Linked DNA regions of Mus musculus: region 1 is linked to region 2. The links are chromatin contacts, called in public Hi-C maps. All regions are on one chromosome and are shown on one strand. The core of a region is the stretch at or near the end of the contact, and the rest is flanking DNA. Distances in the headings are between cores, read along the strand shown. Region 1 has its middle 140 kb from the start of Gm2560. Region 2 has its middle 18 kb from the start of Gm46880.

Region 1 (5,052 bases), core at 487-2,986, 1.2 Mb after region 2:
CTGATCACCCTCACTGACTGGTACATTTTCACCAAATGCGTTTTATTGAGTTCACACACAGATGGGTGCAAACATGTCTGGCACAAAGACTCCTGTTGGCCATTACTGCCGGAAAAGGTCCCGCAGAGCTCAGCAGCCAAGATGTGTGACTTCACCGAGGACCCGACCACAGAATTCAAGGAGGCTTTCCAGCTGTTTGACCGAACAGGCGATGGCAAGATCCTGTACAGCCAGTGTGGGGATGTGATGTGGGCCCTGGGCCAGAACCCTACCAATGCCGAGGTGCTCAAGGTCCTGGGGAACCCCAAGAGTGATGAGATGAATGTGAAGGTGCTGGACTTTGAGCACTTCCTGCCCATGCTGCAGACCGTGGCCAAGAACAAGGACCAGGGAACCTACGATGATTATGTTGAATGCCTTCGTGTGTTTGACAAGGAAGGAAATGGCACCGTCATGGGTGCTGAAATCCGTCATGTCCTTGTCACACCGGGCGAGAAGATGACAGAGGAAGAAGTAGAGATGCTAGTGGCAGGGCATGAGGACAGCAATGGTTGCATCAACTATGAAGAGATGGTGCTGAATAGCTGAGGACATTCTGTATCCCGAGCCTGTTCCTTGCCCAGTGTGATTTCTGTGTGGCCCCAGAGGCTCCCCTGTCACAGCACCTTGCCCATCTGGTTTCTTTTGGATGATGTTTGCCTTCACCAAATAAAATTTGCTCTCTTTGCTCTCAAAAAAAAAAAAGGAAGAAAAGAAAGAGAGAGAGAGAGAGAGAGAGAGAGAGAGAGAGAGAGAGAGAGAGAGAGAGAGAAAGAAAGAAAGAAAGAAAGAAAGAAAGAAAGAAAGAAAGAAAGAAAGAAAGAAAGAAAGAAAGAAAGAAAGAAAGAAAGAAAGGCTCCTGTTGTCTGAAAGATGCAAAGGTTTCCAAATGTTCTGTTTCAGGCCGTGTCACTATGCTGTTGATCTGTTCCCTAGGACTTGTGGTTAAGGTATTTTAGACTGTTCTATAGATGAAATGTTTGTGTCCTCTTGGAGTTCACATCAGGAAGCCTAATACAAATAAAATGGTTAGACTAGTATTTTGTGGAGAGTTTTGAAGAAAACTTGCTCTTAAAGGTTAATCCTTCATGAATGACCTTAACCAAAGAGAGACAAGATTCATCCATTCATATTCTTCCCCATCCTTCACCCTTCTTGACCACTGTGAAATAATATAGTGAAAAAAGCAGCCAACATCAGAAAAGAGGCAGAAAGAGAGCCTTTATTGGGCATAAGATCTGTGAGAGCCTTGCTCACAAACTTCTCAGCCTTGAGAGCAGTCAGAAAATACATTTCTGTCTTCTGCACCACCCCATCTATGATATCTTGTCACGCTGCCTTTGATGGACTAAGACAGACATAGAAAAATGACCATGGCATGAGAAAGACAATAGCCTGAGAAAAAAGTGGCCCTTCTGCTTTATGTAAAATCAAATCAAGCTCTTGAGATTATGATCTGATGGCTGCCACAGAAGGGCGCTGTAAATTCCTCACAGTCCATTTTCTAGTGGTTTTAGAACTTAATTGTCTTTACTTGGGTCAATAGCATTGAGCATGGAGGGACGTGTGATAAGATGGTTGTGGCGTTTTGTAGGCGATAATTAAAATCCTTGCTTTTTAGCAGGGAAATTGCTTTTACTCACAGTTTTCTTTAGAGCTGAACAGATCATTGAACTGTACTTGCATCCTCCTCTATAAATATGTATCAATACCACACTAGTCATCCTCTGTGCTAAGGAGCTTGTACTGAGCCAGTATTAAAGTTGGCATGCAGGGCTGGGTTGAATATCAAAATGTGTCTCTCTGTAGACCGTTTGTTATGCTGGTTGACTCCCTCATTAAAAATGGAGGAATTATTTACTTCATTTCTGTTTATTTAAAGTGGCTCGGAAGCAACTGGATAGCAAAGCGTTTTCAACAAAGAGAAATAGTGACACCTTGTGGAAGAGTCTAATTTCATCTCCAAGTCTGTTAACATTTCTACCTTCAAAATAAATGTTTAGGAGTACACATTCTCTCCCTTGGGAACAAGTGTACCTTTATATTGGACTTGATACCATATATATTTCATATTATTTTATGGTGCTGCTATCAATCACACTGATTTCCTCTTAAAAAGTAAAATTATTGACATTCTTTAGTGACTCTCCAGGCCTATTATTGTAAATAATAATGGTGACTACAAGAGATTTATCCTTCCAACCTATATCCATCTAAACATACTCTGAAGCAGTAACAATGTGCTCTGTGAAGCATTGGAATCAAACAACACGGAAATACAGGGAATTTTATAATAATCAACAGCACTTACCACTGCTCTTGACAGGCTTTGCCTATTTTGCATATAATTTCCAAAACTGAATTAAAACACATATAAGTACCAAGTACCCAAATGACCATATATCCAAATATTGAGTGAGTAGTAAGCTGGTGTGAAGCTACCAGCAGCTAATGTTAAAATTCTATGGCTATTAATTATACTGCCAATCCTGGATGAGTCCCTTGCAGCTATGGTGAACTTCTGGTGCTTACTCAAGTAGTCTCCCCAAAGGTCCACAGAAATCAGGCCTGAGATGTAGTTCTCACCTTCCTTCTGGGTTCCAGTAGATGTGGGTTTAAGTCTCCTGTATAACACCGGACAAGTTTCTGAACGTCTATCACTATATATCTAGCAATGGACCACTAAGCTTTTACTAACTGAATGATGTATTTTAAATATTGAGGCAGCATTGCCAGAAAACTATTCTTTCTCTTTTCCAGTGTTACCTTTCTCTGTTGCTGCTTCTCTGGGTCACACACCGGGACTTCTTTGAGTAAGTTTCTTGAATGATGCTGTTTTACATGGAAAGTGAGAGCAGATCCTCCCCACACTGCAGTCTAGAGTTTGAGCAGCATCTCGGACTAACCAAAAACCGGACTCTGCCATTTACCACCTGTGTGATCTTGAGCAAAGTACCAAACTTCTCTGGGACCCTGTTTCAGAGCACTTAATAAATGAGGATTGAGCATTGTCCTACCTCCTACAGTTCTATCATGAGGATTAAATGTGTTAATGTATGCAAAGCACTGACTGGCACCAGGCAAAAGCCACGTAAGCATTCACTATTAGTGTAGCATTGTATAAAATAAGTGATAAAGAAAACATTTGGCCTACTCATTAAAATGATCTTCAGGGTGTGTGGAGGGGATGGCAGGGGTCGGGGGGGGGGAGGAAAGGCATTTCACTTCCAAATGTGACCAGCCCAGGGAAGACCATCAGAGTCAGATGCTAGACTATTCCAGTGCTACTACTGGTCACTTTGGTGTGCTTAACTGTTTATGAATACATACGCTCAACTGGAATATGTAATTCATTTTATCCTTTTTAGATAGATAAAATCACAGTTTGAGCTTAAATTATGTTCTCTGCTGTGATGTAGACATGGTTGGATATTTTCCAGCCAACAGAAAGAGGACGATCAGCTTGAGCCTATTTGGGTAAGAAACTGAAGCAGATCTCAGGAAATAACTCATCCTGAGAGAAAAAAAATCTCAAATAAATATGCCCAGTAGCAAAGTCTGTGATCTCTACACAGGCAGCAGAATCTTTCTCACTAGAGTGACTTCTAGTCCCCTTCTCAATTTATTGAATACTGTTTGTTTTATTGATTTTTGCCATTGTTGTTCATTTGTTAGAGACTTGTTCTTTCTGTATTTTAAAAACTATTTCAGAAGAAAGTTTAAAATGCACCTTATATTACTGACTAACATTCACAGCCATTAACTAGGTAGCACTGGGTAAATTCTTGGATGTTCTCAAATACCTTATCTATTAACATTCTGCCTTTCATTTACAATTTTATTGGTGGTTTGTTTTTTTTTGTTTATTTGTTTTGTTTTGTTTTGTTTTGTTTTGTTTTACACTGTTACTCACTTCTGAAAGCACAAAACTGCAAGCAATGCACTCTTTCTCTTCATGGTACTTAGTCTTATGGAGAAATAGCAAATGTGGAACAACTAAACAAAGATGAAGACTTCCATGTAAAGACATCTCTCTCTGAATGGATGTCCTCATCTCTGAATGGATATCTGATGTCATATCGGTAACTGTAAGATGGCAGAAGTCTTGATGACACACTAGGTATGCACCACAAGTATAGCATTTAAGGCACAATTGAGAGACTCTTAGAAATTCTGAATAACTAAATCGAAGGGTCCTCTTCCGGGAATGGTGGTGACCCTAGGGTGATAGAAAAAGACCAAGTAAAAGACCACAAGAAACAAACCTACGTATCAAATGGGGGTGTGCTGCCATATTATTCCTCTTCTTTGACATTTGTATGGCATTCCTTTTATGATAACAAAGCCTTTTATATGGAATCACAGATGTTCCAGATTCTATAAAGCTCAATTCTAATTCTACACTGAGGCAAGAACCCTGCCTGCATTCCCCTAGGGTGGCTGTTTTTTCTAAATACCTCTAGTGATTGAGAATTTGTCACTTCTTGAGACAGTACATTTTTCTTTTTTAGGAAATAATTGGTAAAGCTTAAAGCCAAACACGGAAGATTGATCAATCCATTTATCTTCTTTCTTCATCTTTGGAATATAATTAAAGCAAGTAAATAATTATTTTTTTAAAGTCCCCAAATATTAAGGAAGTGTAAGAAAAGTCCAGCAACCAAGTTTTCTCCTTTGACCACAAAGGAAGCTGTCTTTCCCACCCAAGCTGCAGCATGTTGGTGCTGATAAAGATGCTAAAACACAAGACTGGAAACAACCTCACAACAGGCACAGTTAAGGGTAGGAATAGGCAGTACAGCCTCATGTGGGGGCAGAGGAATAAAGTATAACTGGGCATTGAATAACTTCCAGCATACTGGCCACCATCCAATCTCTCCCTCAATTTGTCTATGAAAATTCACATACCAAAAATAAACATTTCTGCTCTAGACTTGAGTTCCTTTCTAAGTGACCCCTTCCCAAAATGTTCACTTTGCAATGTGGTTTACCATTTTGCCTATTAGGCCCATC
Region 2 (4,560 bases), core at 1,982-4,481:
TGTCAGAACAGTTCCCTGTTGCTTTGAGATACAAGAGAAAATGACATAGGAGTGAGGGGGAGAGGAGAGGAGAGGAGAGGAGAGGAGAAGAGGAGAGGAGAGGAGAGGAGAGGAGAGGAGAGGAGAAGAAGAAAGAATCTGTCCTACATTTGAAGTGTGTCAGAGAAAGTGCAGAGTGAGGTGGCACTAGGCTGGCAGACTCCCACTAAGTCTAAAGCAGTCCTATTTATTTGATGTAGACAAACATAGCTGATGAAAAAATGGTAGTATTTAAAATGTTTCCTTTGTACCTTCTACCTTACTCCATGAGTAGAAAGAGATGAGCACACTCATGCGCCACCACCAACTTTGCTAAAGTCACCTTGGTCTGCATTCAACTTAGAAAACAAATGCTTCCAAGAGCTGTAGAGGAAGACTCCTGGGAGCAGAGAACCCACAATGCTTTCAAGAGCCCATTTGGTCTATCTCTTTGCCAGAGGGGGCATTTCCTAAATCATCCAAAGAAGAAAATTGTCAATTCTATTTTTGAAATATCTCCACAGATGGCATTCCATAAGCTCCCCTGCTAATTTGCACCAGTGTTTAATCAGCCTGACTCAAAAAAAAAAAGTCCATCCTTACAGCTAACTCAATGCTCTCTTGTTAGAACTTAGAAGTGTTTGCCTCCCCATAGGTAGAAGTGCAAAACAACCTAAGAACTCAATAGAACGCCAGTTCAAATGTTCTCAATTTCTGAAAAATGCATGTGACATTTCTAAAATAAATTCTCAATTGTATATTAAGTTTTTCTTGTAACAAAGAAGAGCCCTCATGTCAACTATGGAGACTGAGTCAATAAATACTCAAATGTCCCTTTATTCTGAGCAGGAGTAATATATAAAGAAGTGACTTAGAATCACTGAAACTAAGTTTTTCCAGAAAAAAGGGAAGACCTATTAAGGTTAACACTAACCCTTGAGAGTAATACTCAGCCTTTCACATATACTGCCTACTATCGTTCAAAGTCTCCAAATGTACACAGGTTGTTTGTTTATGAAAAGTATTAATTTTTTTTTCCGATTATTCACCTACTTACATAATGCTGTGGGATAATTAGCTATTACTCAAGCCAGATTTCTACAAGTGACTCTTTTCAAATAACATGAGGCTGTGAGGAATAGGATTGGCTGAAGTGCCTGAAAGCAAGCAGGGCAGCAAGGCAGGTCACTAGTTTTATTGTGAATGTTGACTTGGGGCTAATCTTGTGTCTCCAAACTAGGTAATATTTCATTATTCATGATGGTGTGGCAAGAATAAATGCAGGCACAAAAGTTACAAGGTAACCATTAAAATGGGAAGTCTGGTTCCCATTGTTGCATAATGAACTCTTAGTAGCTTTGTGGAAGTTGTCTTGTTCTGGGCCCTTAAGATCACCAGTTCCAAGGAGAGGCATCCATTACAAAATTAAGAGATATAACATCCAAGGAAGAATAACATTACCTTCTTCCAAGGTACCAATGAACCAGAAATAATAAACACCAGAATCAAAATGTTAGCTCCAAAATGGATACCATCTTCTATATGTTTTCAGAACTATGAAGAGCACAACAGCAAATGTGGTCAAGCATCTATCCATTCTTTAAGCAAAACACACCAGCAAATGACAGAACAAGAAGAAAATCCTGCTCCTTCACCCATATGATCTCATGATGGATAGACACTGTTGGCTTACAGGCAGTACTTCCAGGCTCCTCCCAGGGACCTAGCCATTACCTGCCAGCAGGTATGGGCAGTATATAAGAGGACTGCCCCACCACCCCAGTGCTCTCTGTGTTTCCAAGTGTTCCATTATACTTCACAACAGACACACTATGCTATCATTTTTTAAAATGTCCACTCCCTAAAAAACATGTTCTTCTTGCAGCATAGTCTCCTTCCCAAGGTAACATTTTCAACTTAGAACCACATTTACTAGAATTTTCATGCACCCACTGGCTAGTTTTATCTCAACTTGACATATCTAACTTGAGTCCTTTGAAAAGAGAGAAGGGACTTGAGAAAATGCCTCTATGTGATTGGGCTGTAGAAACACTCTAAAGAATTTTCTTAATTAATGATTGACATGGGGTGGGGGGAGACAGACCATTGTGTGTGGTCTCACTCTTTGTCTGGTATTATGAGAGAGCAGGCTGAGCAAGCCACGAGAAGCTAGCTGGGAAGTAGCACTCTGCTGTGGCCTCTACATCACTTCCAGCCTCCAGGTTCCTGCCCTGCCTGCCTTCCATGAAACTGTAATAAAGAGTGAGTGAGACAAAAATCTTTCCTCACTCAAGTTGCTTTTGGTCATGGTGTTTTATCACAGTGACAGTAACTGTAACTAAGAAGCACAATACTGAGGGGAGTCTTATCTGAGAAATGGGAAATCTAAAGGCAAATAAGATGGCATCATGGGACAAGAAAAGCTTGGAGACAAAATGATTGTTTAGTCAACAGAGAAGCCTGAGCTAGGAGTCTCTGAGAAGCCTTGTTTCCATGTCTGAAGATTCCATAAGACACACATTTAAATTCCTGCTTTGTTGAGCACCAGCTACATCCTACAGATAAGCCTCAATGTTCTTATCTACAAAAGGACGATGGTAAACCTTGGGGGGGGGGATAGTTTATGGTGACCTCGTGGGAAAGAGACATGTAAGAGGCTTGGAATCATGTCTGTGAAGAAGGCATTAGAAGATGCTGCAACTCCCATGAAGATTACAGGGAGAGAAAAATGTGCCTGGGACAAGCTTTCGGCTGCTGTCAAAATCCCCTCAAAGCCAGAATGCAGAAGAGCTTGACCAGAAGAATGTGGGAGCTATCCTGGCAACTGGCCATTCCAGTGTCCCCAGTAGGTCTTTTCTCGTTCCCCTGCCACCTCCCCCCACTGCACACCTTTCAGCTTCTCCTCCAACCTTTATGTTAATAAAGTCAGTAATTGCCTTTTCTGGCAGTTCATAGAGAAATGCTACTCCTGACCTCCTAGCCTGCTCCTCAGAAAGGAAAATGCCCTTTGGTTTTCAGAGACTTAGCACCCAGCCTCTGAACAAGATGCCTCTCTCTTAGCAGATCTTTTCACATGTGATAAGCTTGGCAAGTTGCCCTGGTAAGTGTCAAGCCCTGAATGTTTTTGTTTTTGCCCTGGTGGTCCTGTGGAGTTACTGGAATACTTCTGGAGATCTGTTTTGTATCAAGTGCTCAGCCCAGGGTGACACTGAGAAGAAGCAGGTAGAGACTGAGAGGGGCTCTGGACTTCATCGTGTTTAATTCTGATAGCCGACTCCCTGTCTACCCTGTACTCCTTAAAGCTCCCTTCAATCTTTCTCTGGCCCCTTTCCTGTGGGCTCTTCTGTATTATAGGGCAATCTCTCTCTCTCTCTCTCTCTCTGTGTGTGTGTGTGTGTGTGTGTGTGTGTGTGTGTGTGTGTTCTTCCTTTTGTTCCCCTGAGAGGGTTGCCAAAACTCCTTATCTGTTGATGAATGAAAGAAATTTCTCTTGGGCAGGCTAGACTTGCTTAATGCAGCCCTGGTCAGCACTGGTGGTCATTGAGTTAAAGGAGCATCAAAAGTCAAAGCACACTGAAATATCATAGTTGCCTGTTGTGCCAGGAAGTGCCACGGGCTGACGTTTTCCTCCAGGAGGGGTGGAGGGAAGGGCGTGTGAGACTAATGGAAGCAGTCTGGCATTCTTTCCCTGACATGGAGACACCCAGTACCAGATAGTTTTGTCCTTGGCGTCTGTATTAATTCCACTTTTTTTTTCCCCTTAAGCCATGCTGAAGAGTTCAGCTGTGTTTTAATTTAGTCAAATATCAATCAGTGAAAATTCTTTTTTATATGGACTTTTAACATATTTGAAGTGAGATTCATTTTCTTAAGTTCCTTGAACCTCAACCATCCAAATCCTTTTCTCTAACTTTTCAAATTAATTTTGAATAACTATCAGCACAAGTAATATAAAAGAGGTATTTCCATTGGTGTAAGTACTCCATGATGTAAGCTATGTTTCTCACTGTCTCTTATAGTGTCATCTATAATATGCATACTCACTTAATATGGAATAAATGATGTAAGTCAAGAGTCAAAGAAGGGCCCTCTTCCAGAATCTCAAGTGACCATTGTTCACACAAATCAGGAAGAGGAAACTGCTGAAGAAACAAGGAAAGAAAATGATCTAGTTTCAGAAGATGAGACTGGAGTTGGCAGGGAGATGGGAGGGCAGGGAGATGCCAGGTGGTCACCTAGCAACTGCCAAGAGACTCATTATGTCACAGTCTCATCATTAATTTACTAAGTACTTACAAGTTGCTAATGTGCAATGAGTACACTCTTCTCACCATCTGGGGAAGAATGCTGGAATAACAGTTAACAATACACTGTAGGTCAGTGAGGCTGAGTTTAAACCCCAGCCTTATCTGTTGCTTTGTGTGACCAGTTTCAACTTATTACATCACTTCAAACCTCTATGTGCCCACCTGGAAAAGGGATATAGCAACGATAGCTACTTACTTGTATAAACAGAGTCTTTTTTTATTGTGGATTTATCTT

What was found. A called contact is a pair of places that touch in the nucleus more often than the background predicts.
Region 1: a Hi-C map of the N1E-115 cell line shows a contact between it and region 2, with 4 times the contacts expected there. The contact joins two enhancer-like sites. A contact is called at or near these places in 1 of 39 promoter capture datasets (cranial neural crest) and 2 of 484 Hi-C or Micro-C datasets (the N1E-115 cell line and cranial neural crest).

The regions. Positions count from the first base shown.
Region 1 is chr4:14,433,750-14,438,801 of GRCm38.p6, forward strand. It overlaps the pseudogene Gm11836. Among named protein-coding and RNA genes, the nearest start is that of Gm2560, 140 kb to the left of the region's middle. Within about 2 kb of position 1,737, at least 7 of the 459 cell types and tissues checked have an H3K27ac peak or open chromatin away from gene starts, as enhancers often do. A contact at or near this core is called in the N1E-115 cell line, where this site is marked.
Region 2 is chr4:13,262,345-13,266,904 of GRCm38.p6, forward strand. No RefSeq gene overlaps it. Among named protein-coding and RNA genes, the nearest start is that of Gm46880, 18 kb to the right of the region's middle. Within about 2 kb of position 3,232, at least 37 of the 459 cell types and tissues checked have an H3K27ac peak or open chromatin away from gene starts, as enhancers often do. A contact at or near this core is called in the N1E-115 cell line, where this site is marked.